Regions from separate parts of the Mus musculus genome. Here region 2 is linked to region 1. The links are chromatin contacts, called in public ChIA-PET maps. All regions are on one chromosome and are shown on one strand. The core of a region is the stretch at or near the end of the contact, and the rest is flanking DNA. Distances in the headings are between cores, read along the strand shown. Region 1 has its middle 6.4 kb from the start of Gm38543. Region 2 overlaps Ttll5 (tubulin tyrosine ligase-like family, member 5).

What was found. ChIA-PET counts read pairs in DNA pulled down with a chosen protein or histone mark.
Region 2: an RNA polymerase II ChIA-PET map of memory CD8 T cells shows a contact between it and region 1, with 12 read pairs. The contact joins two enhancer-like sites. A contact is called at or near these places in 2 of 115 datasets of contacts at active chromatin or transcription factors (memory CD8 T cells and pancreatic cancer cells).

The regions. Positions count from the first base shown.
Region 1 is chr12:85,443,544-85,447,812 of GRCm38.p6, forward strand. No RefSeq gene overlaps it. Among named protein-coding and RNA genes, the nearest start is that of Gm38543, 6.4 kb to the right of the region's middle. Within about 2 kb of position 1,263, at least 75 of the 459 cell types and tissues checked have an H3K27ac peak or open chromatin away from gene starts, as enhancers often do. A contact at or near this core is called in memory CD8 T cells, where this site is marked.
Region 2 is chr12:85,967,767-85,971,997 of GRCm38.p6, forward strand. All of the region lies in intron 29 of Ttll5 (tubulin tyrosine ligase-like family, member 5), which reads left to right. Among named protein-coding and RNA genes, the nearest start is that of Gm51989, 27 kb to the right of the region's middle. Within about 2 kb of position 2,010, at least 117 of the 459 cell types and tissues checked have an H3K27ac peak or open chromatin away from gene starts, as enhancers often do. A contact at or near this core is called in memory CD8 T cells, where this site is marked.

The DNA.
Region 1 (4,269 bases), core at 13-2,512:
TGTTAGATGACAAAGCAAGAGGTCTAATACAGCCAAACATGGTGACAAATACCCATAATCCCAGCACCCAAGAGGGTGAAGAATTCAAGGTCAACCTGGGCTACATAGCATGACTGTTATATCAACATAACCAAATGAGTCCCTGGAGAGATGGCTTGGTGGTTAAGAGCGTTTGTCCTTCTTGCAGAAGACCCAGTTTCAATATCCATCACCCACATCACATGGAGATTCACACTGATCTGTAGCTCTACCTCCAGGAGATTCAAAGTCTTTTTCTGACAACTGTAGGCATGAAGCACACATGTGGGGTGTATGTGTGTACATGTGTGTGGGTGTGTATGTACATGCAGGCTAAACGCTCATACACATAAAATAAAAGAATCTAGAAAAATGTAAGGAACCGAACAAGGGCCAGCAACATGGCTCACTGTCACCAAGCCTGACATCCAGAGTTTATTCCTAGGACTTACATAGTGTAAGGAAAGAACCAATTATTGTTGTCCTCTGACCTTCACATGCATACACACACATACACACACACAATAGATAGATAGATAGATAGATAGATAGATAGATAGATAGATAGATCAAATTTAAACAACAACAACAAAGAAAATGCCATAGTTTTCATTATGCTCAGGCTAGGAAAATACATAGTTGTCTTTAGGGTAGCAGACCAATCACTTAGAATCAGAGGAACCACATTGGATAAGCCAAAACCAAGGATGGAGTATACAGACTTGGGGTGTCAAAGGCTTCCATCTCTGTCCTGGGGAATAGCAGCTTTGTGTCTGCCTTTCCCTCACACGTGATAAAAGCCTGAAATTGCAAACACCCCTTGACTTCAGGCAGATAGCACAAAGGAATAGATCCCTGCATTAGCCCCGCCCCGCCCCCACATCGCTGCTGGGCAGCTGCTTTTCCCCCCACAAGGCCCATGCGTGAATCCGGACTCCAAGTCTTTGCATGAACGTGCTTACAGCCTCTGTTTTTAAACGCCGAGGGATTTAAAAACATGCTACATGGGCCAAAACAAACACACATATTAACAGGTCAGAATCTGCCATGTCCCCTCTTCCCTCCAGTAGGTGACATCTGAAAGAACTGTGTTGATACTTCTCTTTTTATAGCATATCAAATCAGTGCTCCAGTCCGCAATGGCCCAGTGATAGCCCTCCTGCCCAAAGTTCAGCCCTTTCATCTCCACTATCTAACTCAAATCTGAAAAACACCAAGTGGGCGACGAAAGGCAAGGAACATCACGGTGACAACTGTACTTTCATTTCCTGGCGGGGGTGTGGTTACATTCACAACTTCTGTGTGACTCTAACAGTTGGAGGGTTTTTACATTCAATTTCCTGTTTCCTTTTCTTAATAAAGAAAGGAAAAGCGGGGCCCCTGCAGCAACTGTTCTTAGGGTTCCAAAGGGAGACACCATGGGGGTTCCAAGTTGGCCACAAGCAAGTACAAAACAAAACCTAAACCCCAGCAAATAGCAGTAGGAGGAAGGGTGGAGGCGGGGCGGGGGAGGGGGGCCGTCGATGTTTTCATCCGCTCAGGCAGCAATTTTCCACCTCACTACGCCCATCAGACTTGTGGCCATCTCCTCTCCGTTTCTGAGATGCTGGGATCATTTCCCACGAAGGTTTACAATGTACTGATGGGGACAGTGGTAGTTGCGGTACCTATCCCATTTCAGGGACTGTTGTGAGTTCTAGCACAACCTCTCTAAGAAGCACTTCTGCTGTATGCATGAGGGAACAGAGGCATCTTGGAGGTGCTGTTATAATTTGCCCAACTGTCCTACTTAGCTTTAACTGTCAGCTTGACCCAGCTAGAGTCATCAGACAGGAGAACCTCAATCATCGAAGAATTGGCTAAATCAGATTGGCTAAATCTGGGGCTGTCTGGGCGGTGGAGGGGGGGGGGGGGGAAAGGAGACCTCTCTTGATTGTTGATTGATTTCCAGAGGATCCAGCTCACTGTGAACAATGCCACTTCCTGTCCATGTATGTGTTCCTGGGCTGTAAAATGAAGCTGTCAGGTATGATTCAACAGGCAAGCCACATTTCTCTTTGGATCTTGCCTCCAGGTTCCCGACTGGAGTTGCCTCAGTGATGGCCTGGAAGTGTTCAATGAAAGAAACCTTTTCTTCAACAAGATGCTTGCTGTCAGAGTGCGCTGTCACAGCAATGAAAGAGACTAGAGCACCAAACTCTCAAATGACCGAGGTGGTGGCTCATTCTTCCATTCATTAAATTCTCATGGATCACCTATTTATCGAGAAGGCATTTCCAAAAGGGTTCCAAGACAGGGTACCTGGGCTAAGAATGAGTCCTGCTTGCCGAAAACAGCCTGTGTAGAGTACATGTTTGGCATATATCTCTTGAAGTTGTTTATATAAATTCTTATGTGCATCTGTCATGTGCATGTATATGCATCTGACTATTCATATATGCATATATATTCATATATGCGTATGAGCACTACAATCATGGAGTGATCTTAGAGGCTGAAGGAGGGCATAAGATCCACTGGAGCTGGAATTACAGCAAGGTGTGAGCTGCTCTATATAAGTTCTGGGAATTGAACTTGAGTCCTCCGCAAGAACAGCAAACCCTAACCCTGACTTTAACTCTAACCCTAACCTTACACCTATGCCTAACCCTTACCCTAATCCTAACCCTAACTCTTGCCCTAATCCTAGCCCTAACCCTAAAGCAAGTGCTCTTGACTGCTGAGCCTTCTCTCCTGCCCTAATCAGACTTTTAATTAGCACCTACTGTGTGCCTGATTCTAGGCTGAGGCTAGAGGGACACAAAGAGGAATGCAGAGTAGCCTTGACTCCTAAGGCTTGTTGCTTAGTTAGAAGGCAGTCTATACAGTCAGTAAAGCCCACAGTACAAGATGCTGACCAATAAGAACCAAGGTCAGTGGTCCAGACAAAATCCAGAGTGGTTTTTCCAGACATAGTGCCACAAGACTTTAGTTCCAGAACTTAGGAGGTGGAGCAAGAGAGTCAGGAATTCAAGGACACTGTTAGCTACTTGGTAAGTTTGAGATCAGCCTGGGGGCACTTGAGACCATGCTTCAAAAAAATAATCTCTTTTTTCATAAGGATGTTGGACTGACTATTCTAGATTGGAGCACCAAAACAGTGAAATTGTGTGTGTGTGTGTGTGTGTGTGTGTGTGTGTGTGTGTGTATTGTCATGCCCATACCCACATGTGTGCAACAGATGGGAAGAGCACAAATAATATCGGAGGTAGGGATGTAGCAGGAAGGGGGCAAATCAGAGCTCAAAGAGGGTGTAGAAAGAAGAAAGTGTGTGGTATATATGGTACTGCATAATTTGGCAAAGGAGCCCCTGTTGTAGCAGTCACATGAGAAGCCAGGCTCTGCACCTTCCTACCCATGTGACCCTAATTCATATATTTTACTTGTAGTAAGCCTTGGTTTCTCAACCCATGAGGTGGGCAGAATCAACAAAATGACATAGAGTTGTGCCCATCCTCCTTGGTCTGTCTGTGGGGGTATCCCTGCAGCTCACTGTTCCACTAGAACAGCGGAGAGATGTGTGTGACCACAGCGAAACCAGAAACCATAACGTAAGAGCCCAGAGGATTGGAAACTGTAGCCATGAACTAAAAGCAACATGTGTCAACCCCAGAATCGGATAGCACAAGCAAACCACAAATACACTGCTTAGGTGTTTGAAGTTCTCCCACGGGGCAGGACCCGCTGTAAATTACTTCATGCAATGGAGTCAAAAGGTGGTTTTGTGTGTGTGTGTGTGTGTGTGTGTGTATGTATGTGTGTTTTCTTCTTTCCTCTTTTTCTCATCTGACTTCACAGGAAATCTACTCCTCTGTTCAGATTTGAGATAAAACAGCCTTTCACCTTGACCCTCCTTTGTGGTAGGGACTCACCCTGTGATGTCGCTCCCTTTCTGTCCCAGCCTGGATCATCATCAACTTATATTTAGTACACACGTGGGTTTGAATTACCCTAGGTTACAAGTGAGGGCAGTTAAATCTACGAAGATGTGCTCAACCGTCAGGCTGAGAGGACAATCTAAGAAAAGGAGGTGAGGATGGCTAGAGGGAGGGAAGGCAGCCAAGGCATGTGGATTTTTAAAAGGTTGTTTATTTTGTGCCTGTAATCCCTACCGTGCTGTTGCCCAATAATTATTTTAGGTTTCATGACTTTCAGCCTAACCTCTGTGCCCAACAGAGAGAATCTATCCCAAGGTGTTGACATGATTTCTCA
Region 2 (4,231 bases), core at 760-3,259, 520 kb after region 1:
ACCAAGCTGGCCTCAAACTCAGAAATCCGCTTGCCTCTGCCTCCCGAGTGCTGGGATTAAAGGTGTGTGCCAACACTGCCCAGCTTAAATAGTTATTTTAAAGGAAAAATTAAGCCTACTGTATGTTTTGCATCTTCATGTCACCTTTGTCACTCTTGAATTCCTCTTTCTGTCACCATTTCCCTGAAGGGTGAGTCACCTTTCTGTCCTAGCCCAGTGCCTCTTAGGGCAGAGCTCCTCAGCCTCCCTGGACTCTACCCAAGCAAACCTCACAGGTCTCTCATCTCCTTGTCCTCTGGTCTCCTCTTAAGACAGGTGGTTGGAAGGAAGGTCTGGTTTCCTCCACACTGAGTAGATGGCTTGCAAATGTGCAGTTCCCACAGGTTGGCCCTTCAGTAAATTGTACCAGAGCCCATCTTTTTAGTGAATTGAACACAGGAGGATAAAAATTTCTGATTGATTCCCTGAGCTTAGGAAACTCTCTCTCAGACCCCACGTCTCAACTCACTGAATCTGGTCTTTTTTATATTTTATCTTTGTTTGAGATGAGACTGGTCTAACACTCCCAATAATCCTCCTGCCTCAGACTCCCTAATGCTAGGATTACAGGTATGAGCTACCACACTAGGCCCTTTCCTTTGGTCCTTATTTGATTTCTCCTAGTTATCTAAAATCAGAAGTGCCCAGCAAGCACGAGGCCTTTTGCAGTGGGAGGATGGAGCTGAGTGTGGAGGTGAGATGCACAGGCTCCTTGCTCCTGTCACCATCTCCCATTCAGTAGAACCAGCAGGACTCTTAGAAGCCATTTCTAGCAGATGCTTGAGTGGCCTGCCATCTGTGCACACCCTTCATTCCCAGCCTCTTTCATGCCTCGTGGCAAGAAGCTGTAGCATCTGCTGAATGTGTGCCTCTGACTGAAGGTGCTCCTTTCTCCTTGGTCCTTCGCTACACATGCTTTCTGGCCTCCCCTATGTGAGTGACGTGCAGGGAATGCATATTGTCAGGTCACCACACCTCTGCCCTTTTTTTAAAAAAGACTTTATTTTTATTTGTGTATATGGTATGTACATTCTAATGACTACATGCATGTGTGGTTATCGGCTGAGGGACTTGGATCTCTTAGAACTCAAGTCACAGGCTCTTACAAGCTGCCTGATGCAGTTGCTGAGATCTAAACTTGGGTCTTCTACACATGTGCTCTCCCATGTGTGGTGGTAGTCTGCGTGCTCACCCCGCTGCCCACAGTCTCGTGAAAGATTTGGAAGAATGGAGCCAACCAATGCTTTGTATCTTTGTCTCTGAATAGAGCCTTCCCCCCACCCCCCAAGTAGTGTTCAGTGAAGCTCAGAGGGTCCCTAAGGGAGGCCAGAATTGCCCAGTATGGTTGTCACAAGCTATACTTGGGTACTTAAATCTAAGTTCAAGGTCACCCTCCACTAAATGGCTAGATCAAGGCTCACCTGCGCTATATAAAACCTTATTTCAAAAAAAAATTAGTAAGTTTTATTTTTTAGTCTCATTAGCCTTAAGTAAAAGCTCAAAAGACACATGTAGCTTGTGGCTCCCATTTAGAGCAACACAGACCCCAGAGACTAATTAAAGCCCCAAACTAGTCAGAAAAATAAAAAGAAATGAAATTCAAAGAAAGGCATATTCTTGCTTATCCTCTCAGGATCTTATGTAGACTTGAGCCTCTCTTGTTTAGATCTGGCCATTTACCGCAAATGCTGCTCTTGAACTAATTTGTGGTCCTGGGAGGGGCGAATTTTCTAAAGCCTTGGAAATCTCAAAAGGCAGAGCTTCAGGGTTACTAGTGGCTAACCAGTCTGGAGCTGGACCACCTGACAGGAAGAACTTTCAAAGTGTTAGCACTTTGTTTTCTGAGCAGTCCACGGCTAGATGCTGGGGGAGATCTTGCTTCCTGTCCACCCCACTGCCTCACCCCATTCCCCACCTGCCTGGCTGGCAGTCATGACATGGCTTCTAAAGCTCCAGCCCTGGGGAACGCAGCCAAACCTGCGGAAGTGGTTTCTCGCACTGGCTCCCAGGGAAGCTGTGGCTAGTAGGGGAATGGGTGGGGTCCTGCCTGATAGGTTTTCAAAGAAGCCAGAGCTTTGAAGTTTTTGTCTCAGCAGCTGCCAGGCATGCTGTCTCAGCACTCTGCCGACTCTGTATGGTCCCCCATTGCATATTTCTTTATGATATGTGCATAGTATACATAGAAGAGCTTAGAGGTATTTGGGGAGGGTTAAGTATGAGATTGTGGAGTTCAGGGCGAAACACCTATTGGCTTTACCAGTTAGCTACTCTTCTGCTGAAAAATAGTCCCTTGAGTGCCCCACCCTCCCTTTTGGCTGTCCTGTTCTTACCACCTGCTGTAAGAGAAGCGGAGCCTTTTCTTCTAGAATGGAGCATGGTCAGGTCTGGAGACCTGGAGGTCCTGCATTTCTTGGGCAGACTGGGCTCCTGCACTTGAGATAGTGATAGACATCACTGAACTATATCTATCACTCCTCTCCCTGATGACTCCCAGCAAGGAACTCTAACTGTGCTGGCCCTGGCTCCTCCTCGTCTAGCTCAATGCCAGCAGTAGATGTGTGTTGACTCGTAGCCGAAACTGTGCTGGGGACAGGGATGGAGTAGGTCCAAGAGGCCAGGTGCAGTCCACCCTGTTCTCTGCCTCTGCTCTCCTGCTGAGCTATCCCTTTCTCTGCCCAGGCTTCAGCCGTTCCAAGCTGTGCTGCTGCCCCTGGATTCCACTCGTGTGGGGTTCAGCATACCTTCCCTTGCAGAGTTACCTTGGTTTTCCATTCCTGAGATGTAAGCTTGTTGAAGGAAAGGGTTGTATTTTATATGTGCCCAGAGAACCCTGGAGTAGGACTTGGGAAGACCTGGGAGCCAAGCCCAGATCTGCCTAGGACTTCCTGACTTGGGGCAAAGCACCAGACAAAATAGAAGCCAAACTTTACCATGGAAAAGCGATGGAGGTTCTAAAGGTTCTAAGGAGATCCTATCCATGAATATTCTTTTAGCATTAAAGCCCTGCCCACTCAGGGTTCCCTGTAAAGCAGCCTGTTTATTTATGCTGCTAATGTACAGACTAATCTCCCTGCTGAGGCACTGAGCAGTGTAGAGTTACTAGGTTAGCTTGGCAAGTGTTTAAAGCCTGGAGTGGTCCATTCCAGGTACTTCCTATCATCACTCTCCTAAGGCCTGCCAGCTCCTCCTCTCAGACCTGTGAGGCCATTGTTTTCTATTGCCTCCCTTTCCTGTTACACCTGGCTGAGCTCCCTTTTTAACCCTCAGGTCTTTTACCAGCAGAGTTGCCTGCCAGGCTCTGAGCTGAGGGCAGCTGCCGTTGTCCTTGGAGCAGACTCCTCAGTGTGACCACCGTCTCCCCAGTCATCACATAGGCACTGTGCCCCCCTCCTTTCTTCCTCAGCCAAGCACTCACCTTCATCAGTGTGCCAACTTCTCCTGCCCTCTCCCTGCCCTGGCTTCTCTGTAAGATGTTCCCCAAATCCAATGACCCTCAGCCCATGGCACCCTTTTTCTTGATGTCTTCCTTTCTCTAAATTCTGACCTTTCATCTGGAAAGGCTGCACCCTCTGTCAAGATTCTGATGTTTAGCCTCTTAACAGTACACACACATACACGTGCACACAAAACATACACACACACACCAAGAGAGACAGAATATTCTCTGAAGCATATCCTTAAGAAAAAATTGGGGTAAATAAGTATATCATTTTTTTGCACCATAGCCTGGCTTGAGTAATTTCAGAATCTCTTATTTTTAAATCCTGAAGTCTCACATTAAAACATTATGACTTAATGCTTGAGGCTATGTATTTTAGAGATAAACCAATTTGGATTCCTCTTTTTTAGCCACTCTTTCAGCAGGATATGTTTTTGAAGCTAATATTCTTATCTCTAAGATCTAGGTAAATGTATCTTTTTCACAGTTGTTGTTAGGAGAAAATGAGCATGCTATGCTTAGGGCCCCACTTCTGTATTGAGTGCGTGCTGAGGAGACAGGGCTAACAGCCCATGCCATCTGTCTGCAGGGTTACAGGTGTCACAGGGTGTGACTCAGAGGAACTGAGGAGCTGATGCGCATTCTCATGCCTGCAGAATGATAAGGCAGGAGCCAGCAGTTGTCCAGATTTCCTCTCTTCAGATGGAGCCAACCCAGTTCTCATGCTTACTCGCTGTCTTCCATTATCCTCAT